Linked DNA regions of Oryzias latipes: region 2 is linked to region 1. Evidence: chromatin contacts called from public Hi-C data. All regions are on one chromosome and are shown on one strand. The core of a region is the stretch at or near the end of the contact, and the rest is flanking DNA. Distances in the headings are between cores, read along the strand shown.

Region 1 (6,684 bases), core at 1,960-4,459:
ATGGACTAGAAACCCCAAAGTCAAAATGGGAAACACCTCCGAAGTTGGTAGAGAATGAGAGGGCAAAGATCCTGTGGGACTTCCAGATCCAGACTGATAGAATGGTAATGGCGAACCAACCAGACATTGTAGTGGTGGATAAAGAGCAGAGGAAAGCCGTTGTTGTGGATGTGGCAGTGCCAAGCGATGGGAACATCAGGAAGAAGGAACACGAGAAACTGGAGAAATACCAGGGACTCAGACAAGAACTGGAGAAAGCATGGAAAGTCAAGGTGACAGTGGTGCCTGTGGTAATTGGAGCACTCGAGGCAGTAACCTCCAAGCTGGAGGAGTGGCTACAACAGATCCCTGGAAAGACCTCAGACCAGTCCAGAAAAGTGCAGTGCCAGGAACAGCTAAGACACTGCAGGACCCTCAAGCTCCCAGGCCTCTGGTAGAGGACCCGAGCTTGGGGGAGAAACCCCTCTGGTAGAGGACCCGAGTTTGGGGGAGAAACCACCCACGGTTGTCAGATAGATAGATAGATAGATAGATAGATAGATAGATAGATAGATAGATAGATAGATAGATAGATAGATAGATAGATAGATAGATAGATAGATAGATAGATAGATAGATAGATAGATAGATAGATAGATAGATAGATAGATAGATAGATAGATAGATAGATAGATAGATAGATAGATAGATAGATGGCAATAAATTACCCAAATTGTCGTTTATTAATAGCTTGTGTTTTTAATAGTAAATATAAATGTAGAATGACAAGTGTAAGTTTCAACCACAACTAAATAACACAATAAAGGCTAAAATCAAACCGAAAAACAGCGTTGGCAATTTATCTGAATCTTCACAGAGCCATTACCTATCATTGGTAATTGATTTAAATGTTTTGAAGGGGAAAAAAACAATGTTTAAAGCCAAAATAACACTTCAGAATTTGATTTAGTAATCAACACAAATTGTGAATTCTGTTAACAATAATAACTTCTGGTATAACATGAAAAAGAGAGTTGGGAGTTCTTAACTGAAAAATTCAATTTCAAACATTAATTAAAAAATAGAAATAGAAAGTTCTAAAAAAATTAATAATTTAACACTCTTCAAACTATAATCAAGCTCAGAGGACTGCAACCTCTAACACTATAACGGAGCCATTTTGTCCCGTTTCTTACTGACCAAAACCCAGCGAGAACCGAAAAGTCCCAATTCAACGTTTAGAAAAAAACATATTTTATAATTTGTTTTTGATGTCATTAAGGCTTTTATTCATAAATTTTTGCTTTTGACAAAATACAGTAATTGAAGTGTAACATGTTCTATTTTTCTTTTTCTTTATATAACAATTTAAAAAAAAGTTCCATTCAAAATAAAATTCATCCTGTTGTTTTTTTGCATACCCCTGATTTAGCTGTACCTTTAAGTCTTCTTTAATGGTAAAATGGCTCAAGATAAGAAATTCTGTTACTTGGCTGCACAAATCCCACAGTAAATCATCACAGAGCACTGATACTAAACAAATTATGATAAATATTCTTTCCAACACGTATTTTTTTCCTTTAAGTTTTACTTTCCAGCTACAGTTGGTTGATAAAAATGACACTGAGGGAAATAAAACAAACATATCAAGGTAGATGGGGTGACTCAAGGCCACAACTGTTCTTGATGGCAGTGCTGCAAGCAACGCCGACCACTCTATCACCTTCCCTAACAGAGGCTGACGAGAAGCCATAAAAACCTTAAAGCAAAATTTTGCTTTTACTTTAGTTCCAAACACTTTAAGTGCGTTTCAGCCAGATTAAAGCAAAACTACAACAAAAACATGCAAGCCGGGCAGCATGGAATCAATGAGCCAGTTTGAATGCATGTGCTTGCTTTGCCATGGGGGTGTGGGTGGGGCAATAATGGAGTGAGAGGATTTGTGTTGAAATATTTCATGTTGAAAGAGGGCGGCAGCTGGAAGAAGAGAGAACAAATAACTCTATAAAATGGGTTTACATGTATCTTAACCCAACGTCCACCTGTCCGTCTATGCATCAGTGACTGTCAATAATGTGGTGTCCATCTTTCACCACGCTAAGTCACACATGCAAACGCACACCAAGTGCAATTATCTAGTACACCAAGATCAAAGATGGAGGACAGCAACTGCAATACAGCATCCACTTTTTGACATGTATGAATATCTAGAGTTAAGTTTTCAACCTAAAGTTATCATTCTGCAAAAAATAAGCAGTTGTGTTAATTCCACATTACTTAAGTATGATTTAAAAGTTCGGGGGGAAATAAAATATCACTTTACAATAGCTACAAACACAATCCTCTGGTGCATGGAGCCTGCTTTTCCCCAATAGTTGCGACAGTCTTGCTCTCTATGACTCATTGTTTCCAAAATCTGTCATATGAGTCCCATTAGCAGGAAACAAAAGACATTGCCTTACTCCGCTCTCCCAGCCTTCACTTTTGCCTTATCCTCCCCCAGACGATTGCAGGTTTGCCTGCAACTATCATTTCCTCTTTCATCATCCTCACATTTTCTTTTCATTTGTGCTTGTTATTCCTTTTCTGAAAATATATTTCACTTTTTTCCCTTTTATTTTGTACTGTTAAAAAGAAAATCTAGAAGAAAATATCATCCGTGAGCAGTTTTATTGCACTTGTCAATCCTTGTCTCCTTCCTAACATCGTCACTTTTTTTTATCTTTTCATCCAGCATCATTTGCCTGCATCACTCACTCTGTGTTCTCTTACAGTTTTAGCACCGAGCAGGTTTTTGTTGGGTGACTGTGCACAAGCTGAAGTAGCTGAATTTTAAAAACCACAGCTTCCCGGACTACAGGACACACATTCCACTGTCATCATCTGTTTTTGTATGTGTCAACATATTGTGTAGCGTTAAAAACCTTGTTCCTGGATCCACATCTATTCCTGCTCACATGTGGTCAAATGCATGGTCTTTACTTACCCTGTCAAAATGACTTCTGCTAAAATAAAGGTAAAAATAATACCTGCGGCTTCTTTCTCTGACATTTTTGAGCAAGGGATTGGGAGTAAAGTGGATGACAGAACAGAAACAACCCAATAATGCAAAGCTTTCATTCAAGAATGCATCAGTGTGTGTGAGTGCGAGTGTGTGGGGGTGTAAAGATGCGTGCGTCCCCTGTGACATGCACTCTCAGTGACTTACAATGTGCGTGTGTGTGTCTTATGAGAGGGCAGATGGGAGGGGGAGGAGTGAGCACCTCTAAATATGCATCTTAATGGCTGCTCTGTTCCCACCATTCAAACCCAATGATTGAGAGCGAGGGCCCGAGAGGCAGGGGATGAGAAGGAGAAGTGGGGCAACATGTTTTCGAGCGGCCGGCCGAAGCTGGGTCAGGAAAGACAGAATGGTGTAAGCAAACGTCAACATGAGGCCAGCTATGAGAGGAGCTGCCATACCTGACTCCTTCAACCGTGGTGACACACACACACACACATATAGTGAGACAGGCTCCAGCAGCAGCAGCATTGAGGAGCGGAGTGGAGAACTAGCCTCCTCAGGCAATAGATGTTTGTCGCTAAATGAAGGCCGGCATTCTTTGGTTTCCCAGGGTGCTGGGTGCCTGCCAGTCCCCCGGCCACTGAGTGCCATTTTATTAAGAACAAAATGGAGCCCCTATGAAAGGAGCCCAGCACTGAGCCTGCACAGGTCTCACTGAGCTGGGCCTCGACATAAACAAACAGAACCTTAAAGAGACAGGCTGGCAGAAAATAAGAGACGGCAGGGGCCTCTCGAGAGCCGTTTGAGAGATACAAAAAACAGAGGGTATTACTGATGATCAGGATTCACCTCACAGTAAGACGGAGGGAGGCGTGTGAGCTGAAGAATAAAGTGAAAGCTAGCTGGCTTCATCAACAAAGGCCGGATAGACAAGATAGACCAGATAATGGTATGGGAAGCAAATTCTGTTCCAAAATTCATTTTTAAATAATTAGTTTAATAGTCATGAATCTGCATTATTGTGTCAACAAGGAGGCCCCACTGAAAGGTTGACAGACGTCTTGAAAACATCTGACACCTTCACAACTTTATTCTTCTTCACAAAACAACTTTTCAGCAGGTGAAATTTTGAAATTATTAAAATTTTCTAATTTACTGTTTGTTAGTCCCATTGATTATTAAGTCCAGACTTTTTTTTAAAAGTCTTTAGAGATATGTTTATCCTTTCTCTGCAGTCATGGACGACTGAAATTGGGCTATCCAATATGTTTAATTTTATCCTGCAAACATCATTTCAATTGTCCAATTCATAAAGTAGCCAGGAGGTGTCAGTAATACAGAGGATGTGCTCAGGCCTGCTGGCAAGCCAGTGTGTATACAGTATGTGTGTGTAAGAAGGTGAAAGTGTGTTTAAAATAAGACTTCAATGGTTTGTGTACACAAGTCCACAAGAGACTGTGTTTTTTCAGTACAATGAGTGAACAGAGAAAAATGTGTGTGCGCGTGTGTGCACAGTATGAGTCTGATGTCAGTTGTAAGGAATGAACTTGACTCAATTTATAAACAAACAACATGTAAAGGCTTTTATAAATACTTGGCTCTCACTAGTGCTGTTATCATTTGCTGACCTGAATATAAAACTCTTGTTTCATTGACTTTATTACAATTTTATTTAAAAAGCTAGTGGAAATGTAAATAAGAGTAGAAAATGCCTTAAAACAAAGTCAGCATACATAAATGTGAAGCTGAATATATTTGCAGTCAGGTATGGCAATAAACCAATATGATATATATTTTATTTTTTCTATTTTGTGCAAGGTGCTTAACATATTTGTAGAAATATAAAACAAATATATTGAATAATTACAAATAAACTTGTATTTGCAGCCATATGCAGGCATCAGCATCATGGAAAAGCCCTACAGCTGGAACCAACCTCCCTGATACAGACACCTCTAACTGAGGATACCCTTGAACTAAAATTCTAAATATTCAATGATAAATTCTAATAAATAGGAATACAGCAGCACGGTAGTGTACCTGTCAGCCCAATTGGCTTACAGCAAGGACGCCTGGTTCGAATCCTAGCTGGGTCCTTTATGTGTGGAGTTTGCATGTTCTCCCAGTGCATGTGCGGGTTTTCCTCCAGGCCCTCTGGCCTCCTCCAACAGTTATGAAAAATAACTTGGATAGGATGACTGAGACTTAAATTGTGCTGTGTATGTGTATCTGTGTGCGTTTGACCCTGTGGTGGAATGACAAACTGTCAGAGGTGTATCTCATCTTTGTCATGTTGTAGTTCCGATAGGTTCCAGGCGCATACTGCAGAAGTTGAATTAGGATGTAGCATGAGATATGGATTGCACAAAATAAATCAATGCGATAAAGTAGAAAGAATGAGTGCAATGAACAAGTTAAATAGTTTGCAGCCCCCTTGAAGAGGGTCTGACCTCTATTGAAGCATGAGACATGCACTGCTTTCTGTGCCAGGAAGGCAAAGGTGGCACTCTATGTTGGAATCCATTGGAGTGCACACTCAGCAACTTGCTAGCTTGTGTCTGTGCTGACGATGGCTAAAAAATTCCCTTATAGAAAGAATTAAAGATGGGGTAGAGGAGGTGGTAAGTGCCGTCATTGTCAGCTGCCCCAGGGCACATCAGTCAGAGGTTGGAGGAGATGAAGAGTGCAGGAGAGTCGCAGACACTGGACATGTCTGTTTAAAAAAAAAAAAAAATCTCTTGCATGCTAAGATATTTATAAGAGCAAAAAAGACGCTGCATATTGTTTTCTAAGGAACAAACCGTAGAATCAAAACAGCTTGTGCAATCTTGTTTCACATTTGATAAATAACATTGTATGTGCTAAGTAGATCTTGTTCACAATGTAATGTAGATGTCCATATTGCATATTCATCAAAGGCACAAAACAAATTGTACGCTTTCAAAAAAATTAGCAGACAGGTTCGACAACTTGTTTTTGTGCCTTGTAGAATTTTTACACTTGCTAACCTTTAGCCAAACAGGTTCACAGACTTCCATTTGAAATGACTTAAAACGAGGTACCAGTGTAAAAGCTAAGTCAGTCAGCAATGTTAGTTGGTGCTGCAGAAAAAAAGGCTACAAGAACATAATAAAATTGTATATATCTTTTAACCTAAAACCCTATTATACCCCTGTCATTCATCAGATATAAAACAAATAAATGAATGAAGGAATGAATGAAGCTTTATTTATATAGCACTTTACCACACTTTCATGGTACTAAAGTACTTTACAATAAAAGAAAGACAAAAGAAAGTTTCAAATTAGGCAAATTAAGAATGGCATTAAAAACAGCATAAAAGGAGAAAAATTTGCATTTTGAACTAACTGGGGACGGTACGGTGATCGCCGGGTGACACTGAAAGTATGGTAATAATCTATGCGAGAGGTATTCATGGGATGGATGGCTGTTTCTAGATCACTGTGACTCAAGGAAGGTTTAGCTTTAGCTAAGGCGTAAGTGATAAAAGCTCATTTTGACAACATTGTCAATCTGTTTGTCAAATTTAGAACAGCTGTCAAAGAAAACTAACCCCCAGATTTCAAACAGCAGTAGAGCCAAAATATAAAATCACTTATCCCTTGTCATATTTTATTTTGATAAAAACTATTTCAATTATTAATTTTACCTTACACCAACATTTATTAATTAAAAAATAA
Region 2 (7,106 bases), core at 326-2,825, 220 kb before region 1:
CCAGCACCCGTACGCAGAACAGTTCATTGGTAAACCCTACGTGCTGACTGTGGACATGACCAACACGACTGCTGTTCGAGAGGCAGTCAAGTCTATTCTAAACACTGAGGTAGCTGTCACTCGCCTAGAACTAAGAACAGCTTTGTTATAAGTACATAAACATTAATCTCATTTTCTCTAAATTCCACTCATGGTAGCTCTGAATAAAAGAGTTTGTGTATGTTTCTGCAGGTGAAACCTTTCACTCCTCGAGAGTTCACTTGTGTGGGAATGCTGGAGCGGGTTCATAGTTACATCACCTACCAGGTCCAATAACACATTTTTAATTCCAAAAGTTAATAACTACCAGCAGTGTCATAGTAAAAGCACATTTGATACTGTTTTAAATGAGCTAAAAAGCTATTTTAACAACTCACATTAATGATAAGTTTACATTTTCTCATCTATTTCCTGATTCTGAATCCATCAAGAACTTCTGCAGTACATCCGTACCTACTTGGCCCCCAGAGAGTGCTTTAAAGGTGCACTTGGGTCCACTGGGTCAGTCCTGTGTGAGTGTGTGTCAACACTCGTCACTGTGGTGCGAGCCTGCTCTCTTTCATCACCTCAACACTCCTGCGGCTTTCACCAGGTGAGAAAACAGCAGACATGTACTACATGCACATATCTTTGCTTCACAGAAAAACACAAAAAATGATTTTTTTTTTCCAAAATGATGCTGAAACCTCTCACCTCTCAAAAATAGCTTTACATCATAAGGGTTTACTAATAATGAAAACGAAAAATGAAAAAAATTGAGAACTACGGAACCTAGAGTTGAAAGTTAAGGGGTTAGATCTCTAAGTCATCATCTCAGAAGATTTTGCTTTTTGTGTGGAAATGCAAATTTTTAAAAATCATATCAAATAATAACTTATTTCTGTTTTCCAGATATAGATTTGATAACTATCATGAAGAGAAGACAATCACAGAGATTAGTTATATTCTTTTTATGTAGTTTATAATTCTTTTAACTGCATTTTTGGTTGATTTCTATCCAGTTATGTAATTCTAACAATAATTAAATTGTTAACAATTAACCTCTATGTTTGTCTTGTCCATTTATTCACCAGAAATGACAAATTACAATTAAAAAGCCCACAAGTCCAAATTTAAGATGTATTTGATAATTTTGTTGTCAAAAGAAATCACCATATTTATGTTTAACTTTGCTGTCATGTATTCTAACACTTTTTAAAAAAAATAAATGTAACACATTGGTATTTCATTAGAAAGCTAAACCTGGTGGTTAAAACAATTTAGAAAAAAACTTGACATTTAGGCGGCCTTGCTCTCATTGCTCCTGTGGCTTGTATACCTCCACGCTCAGGTATATTAACAGATTTCAGGGATTTCAAAAAGGAATGTGGCATGACGCCTCCTTTTAAGAGAATCCAGGAGGATCAGGAGATGTATGGCATTCCATAAATCTATCACTAATTTCCATTTTGCAGGCTTGGACTGGGCTGCTCTCGCATGGTGCAGGAAGTCAACCATCTGTTCCCCTCTTACAACCCTTGGGGTCGTCACTGTGGCCTTCAGCGGGAGAATCTGCTGTTTAGTTGTGCTGGCTCTGACCCTTCACACCGCAGACTGTGTCCCTGCAGTTCTGGACAAGTGGCACTGTGCCCACAGTGCCTGTAACCCTTGTGCTATACTAGGCACTTTAACAATGGGAGTTGGGTCATCTAGACCCACTAGACAGTGCGCTGAACCTTTTTCTTCAAGGATTTGTGAACCTCACTGGTGTCAATGGATTACATGAAATCTTTCCACCTTTATCCACCTTTGTCATGGTAGGAATAACACGTCAATGCAAGGGTGGGGTCATCTAAGATAGCACAAGGGTTAAACACCACAAAATGAAAGAATTCAGTGGAATAAATCTTATCCAAGAGCCCCTTCCAATGCAAGCTCTGCACATATAGGTTTTTCTAGCACATCCAAGCAGCAGCCTTTACAAAACAAGTGAAAGTTTTACAGTCTTGTCTGTAGTAAAGTTTGTAATTATTTATATCCAAAAATGAAATATTTTGACACATACAGAGACAAGTCTAAAACTTTTCTTACACTAGAGTGATTGGGCAAATGAACAAATGAAAGCTTACCAACTAAAAACTGATAAATTCAAGGCACCAGTGCCAAATCAAATTAACGTTTTCAATTAAAATTGCACCAATCTAAATGGGTTTATGATTATGTAGCTATGCTGGCTATGAAGATTATTTTCCCCTCAAAGGAGAGAGCATGACAGGCTAAGCGATGAGGCTCATTATCTGGGCGATTCATGGATAACCTCTGGATGCCATTGGGAGGTCTGCGCCAGACAGCCATGATTAAATTGTTATATGAACTATTGGTTCCCAATTGTCTGACTCAAGAAACCCCCTAAACAGTGTTTTAAAATCCATGCAACCAATGCAAGGAACAGCAGAGCTGCATTGTTTATCTTTTCAATACACACTGGAAAAAAAGTCACAAAGGACTGGCCTAATTGTGTTTTTTTAAGTCATTTACTGGAAATGGCACTTTGAAACCATTTTGATGATAACATATGATAACAAATGACTAATGTTGCCCAGAGGTGCTCTATTACCCCCTAGCCGTGACCAATATCTAGCCTCAAATCATGACCCTGAACTTCCCGAGGGTATTTAGCAATGTCAGCCACTATAAGGAAAATCCAAAACGGTGAATTCTACGGCACAGACTCGTTTTAACATCTTCCTCCTGCAGAGCAGCCTGTTCAAGAAACAAAAGCGGTGTGTTCAGTGATAGAGAATTGATGAATACATGATTCTGCTGTTGGGAAAACGCCTCAAAGGATGCTAAACAGACATTTTTAATGCTCATTAAAATGTCTTACTAGTATCTAACTAGTAGGAAAAGTTACTTTCTGGCTCAATGTTGTGTGTGTAGCCTGAGCACATTACTTGCAGTGGTTGGAGACCAGGACTGACAAATGTGATCGTAACTAGCTGTGAAATGTCCCATGAAAACAGCCTTTGAGATGAACTGATTTCCCTACATCCAGTGTGAGATTTGCTTAATTAGGCCAAAAGTGATGGAATTTAACTTTGGTTCATGTCAAACAGCAATTTTGGAATAAAAAGGACAAGGTTTCAGAGGTAATTCTTTGACTCAGAGGGTTGTGTTTGAAACATTCAGGAAAAAGATGTTATTTCTGGATGAGTCACAGTTTATATCACATTTGCCAACATAAAAGCTGTCACTCACTTCCCAGGGGGCAATAGAGAGTTCAGTCTAAGGCTCCAAAAACATTTAAATGTGGTCAAAAGTTTCCCTGTTCCACACTTCTGCTGATTTACCTCACAGCATGAGAGAGCAGAACTAACAGGATTAAGACGGTTGCTCCAAACCCATTTGACTGTGACAGACAGCATGATGTCCTTCAGGACAAAAAGATATTTGTATGATGAAGAAGGTTCACGTCATTGGAGCTCTGGATTTTCCACACATTGGTTTTGAAAATCATGTTAAACGACACGACTAAAGATGAAGATATGATGTCTTTAATAAGCTCTTCACAAACATGGTAGATGACAAATACCTCATCCCAAAGTCCCAAAAATTTACATTATTTTTCTAATTCTGTTATAAACAAACCACATTAGTATTAGGGCAACAATTGGTTTAATCATAAAACTTTCCAGAGAATTGTTTTTTTTTGTTGTTGTTTTTTTTTTTAAATACAGTCATTTATTGTAAGTTACATTTATTTCATTTTTGAAATAATCAGTTTTTTTACAGGAAAAAAAAGAAATAGTCCAACATCTAAAAATATATAATTTTCACACAAATGTATGATTGCTTTTCTATTTATAAAATAACAAGAGTAAAAATGGTAAAGCACATTTTGCATTAAACTGTGAAATTAAATCATTTTTGCAAAAACATTTCTGGTCCTGTTATCTGTATATAGGTTTTGTTGATGGTTTTCTCTTGAACAGGACAAATAATGAAAATGCTAATCTTCTGTTACAAGAAATAATAACTATTTTTATTGTTATTTTCATAATATATTAAAGAAATACTTTATAACATAAAAGCGTAATTTATTTGTATATATTTCTAAATGCACTGTTGTCACTTTGATCTGATGAAAAAAAACGTAATCAGTAAAAATATTCTCTGCCAATATTCTATTAAAAACATTTTTTTGAACCTCTTCGGGAGTTCAAAATGACCAAATCATCAAAAGATATTCAAAGAAAATCATGCAGCTGAAATCATGTAGCACATCATCTTTATGGATCCACCAACAGACTAACCGAGGTTTACATTAAGGAGAAACCATGCAATTCAATATAATTCAATTTTAGCCCAATGTCATTTTAGTTGTCTCAACTGGCTTTAACACTAGTAATCATACAAAAACATAAATTCAGTCAGGAAATACAATAGCTGATTGCTAAACTAAACTATAGACAGTCTAAGCTAAACTGGAATTCTCATCAAGAAAATGTAACTTTAGTGAGGGTGGACAAAATTATTTATCTGAGCATTTTTTTTATATAAAAAATTTCAACGGAACCTGATGACTTTGTATGTCACCACAAAAAAAAGTAACATCCATCAAGGAAGAGAATACAACTTTTAACTTTACTTTTTAAAAAAAGTGCTAAGAAATGGAAGGAAAAAGGAAAAAAAAAAAGAATGACATGAACCTTTAAAAGGACATCGTTTAAGGCAGATATTCATGTTTTCAAATAAATCACAGTACATACAAATTTAATTTCTACCAAGAAAAACAGCACTGTTTTCATTTTAAAACTGTGCAGAGAGAATGCTTAAAACATGACATGACTATCATTTTTTTTTAAATAGTTTAATATTTCCTTAATGATAGTCCTGATGCTGCTTTTGAATCATACAAACTTGGCAGACATTCATTTGTTTTGCATTTTGCATTGGTTTTGACAGACTCCTTGAGATTCTTTGCTGTTTCTGCTACTATTGTGTTTTCATGCTGATATGCTTCTGGTTATTGTATTGTTGAAATAAAAACCCCAACCACAGTTAAAAGCACTAAGCAGTGTGGGAAAAGTTTTCACTGAGAGCTGCTCTGTATTTTTCTACATCCATCTTTCCTTCAATGCTGACATGTTTCCCCTCGGAATGAAGCTTCTTTGTAGGACGTGTCTGGTTTCAGCCACATATGTTCTTGGTAATTGTTGCCAGTTTGGTTTTAGAATCATTCTGGGTTATTTTATTTTATTTTTTTTTCAAATGTTCTGAAGGCTATTGTGAGCATTTTAGTGATGAATGACTGCTGTTTAGTTCTGCTGCAAAGAAACTCTGCATGTCATTTAACGTTATTTTGAGTGTTCCCTGTTTCCTAATCATTTCTGTGTGTACTTTAAAAAAGGAAGAAACAATCTGGTATTTTTTTTAGGAAAATGGAGTTGAATCAGCATGATCAGGGAAAGGACATTATTTTTTGCAAATTCCCACATATTTTTGAAAGCTTTTGAAGCCAATTTTGATCAGAAATCCATCACCGACGTTACATTTATGCCCCATTTACCTTTTTTGATTGTGAATGTTTGAGAAAGCATTTTATTGACTGACAGAAAGTGGACAGATAGATGCACAAATGAATGTGAGGTTTTTAAATTAATGAACTTTAATGTGGTAAAACATGACTGAATGAAAAGAAGAGTAGAGGACCTGGCAGAAACAAATGAAACCCAACCCCCTAAATACACAGAAAGTAATTAACTAGAAGCAGCAGGGTTGATTGAAAGCTGGTGAGTAAAAAAATTAGGGGGGCAGAAATAAAAACATTACTACCAAATATAACCTTGGAAAACCATGAAAACACATACATATGGTTCAAAAAAGTTCCCCCATTGCAGAATCAAAACAAATAAAACAAAATAAACCCAAAGGGCAGCAAAACATACAGTACAAATCATTTCTATACACAATTTACCCCTAAGTGTGTTTGAGCACGTGAGTTTTGGTCGCAGAAACCCAATCATGTTAGATGTAATTACTATTTGTTGACGTTTTATTTCCTAAAGTTATTTGTGGTTTGTAAAGGCAGCCTTTTTTGTCCAAACTATATAAAAAAGGACTTTATACCTCCAGAAACAAAGTAATCAATACACTTTAACTTCCATTCTTTTATCGCAACGCTTCTTGCAATAAAAGAATTGCTACATTGCAACACTGCAACACTGCAACACATTGCAACATTGCAACACTAAATGATGCCAAGCGATTTGAGAGTCTGGAAAAGCGCATAGAAATCCAAATTATTATTAATATTATTATTATTAAAATAAATATCCAGAAAAGCTTTTAAGACTCTGCATGAATGCAGTAAACTACTCTGTCCAAAAGGAGGCGATGTGCTCAAGCATGTTTCAGTTGCTCCACAGTGAGCCTTTTTGGGAACATGAGTGACAGATATGAAAACAACCATAAACACCCAGCAAAAATGGTTTTCTGCTTGTTAGGCAACAACAACAACAACAAAAAAAAAATTGAATCAGTGGATAGGAACCAATATTCTACAGATGTATCAAAACAAAATTTCAAACAGCCTCAAGTCCATTTTGTCCAAGTGCATAAAGTAGTGGAGGGAGGAGAGGGGATCAACCACCATAAGAAAGCAGCTGCTTTCATTGAAACCTGTTATTGGCGTGCCAAGATTATACTGAACAACAACAACCCTCCTCCCTGGAAGCCAATAAATTTTGACAACAAACGCTTGGCTTGCCTACAACTCCGTTAGGAGCTGCAGAAGTCTGCCTTAATGATACTTGGTAACTACTAAAGCAATTAAATTAAATGAGTAAAAAGGGAAAACAACAAAAAGATGGGGTATATGAGAATAAGTGGGACCTGAATCATTTTGGGATCCTCACGACAGTCCATGGCTTTGAAGAGTGCGTGCTGACTGCTGCAAGAAAAAGGGATTGGTTCAAGAAATAAAAAAAAAAACAGTAAAAAAAGCTTGTATGCGCTTGAATAGTTTAGTGGAAAGGCATGAGCAATCTGTGATATAAACCCTCTCCAAACATCACCTGTCAGTTTTC

Evidence for each region. Hi-C and Micro-C count contacts between places; a contact is called where the count stands out from the background.
Region 2: a Hi-C map of fibroblasts shows a contact between it and region 1, with 2.9 times the contacts expected there. The contact joins two enhancer-like sites. A contact is called at or near these places in 2 of 5 Hi-C or Micro-C datasets (embryo and fibroblasts).

The regions. Positions count from the first base shown.
Region 1 is chr19:8,581,481-8,588,164 of ASM223467v1, reverse strand. The region is part of intron 5 of LOC101159862 (ankyrin repeat and fibronectin type-III domain-containing protein 1); the gene reads right to left. Among protein-coding and RNA genes, the nearest start is that of LOC101159862, 63 kb to the right of the region's middle. Within about 2 kb of position 3,209, at least 4 of the 8 cell types and tissues checked have an H3K27ac peak or open chromatin away from gene starts, as enhancers often do.
Region 2 is chr19:8,795,875-8,802,980 of ASM223467v1, reverse strand. It overlaps LOC101162079 (alpha-1,6-mannosylglycoprotein 6-beta-N-acetylglucosaminyltransferase B), which reads left to right. Exons shown (of 18, transcript XM_011488111.3): 15 at 1-109; 16 at 232-306; 17 at 471-631; 18 at 1,494-1,770. The coding sequence ends at 1,683. Among protein-coding and RNA genes, the nearest start is that of LOC101162079, 15 kb to the left of the region's middle. Within about 2 kb of position 1,575, at least 1 of the 8 cell types and tissues checked has an H3K27ac peak or open chromatin away from gene starts, as enhancers often do.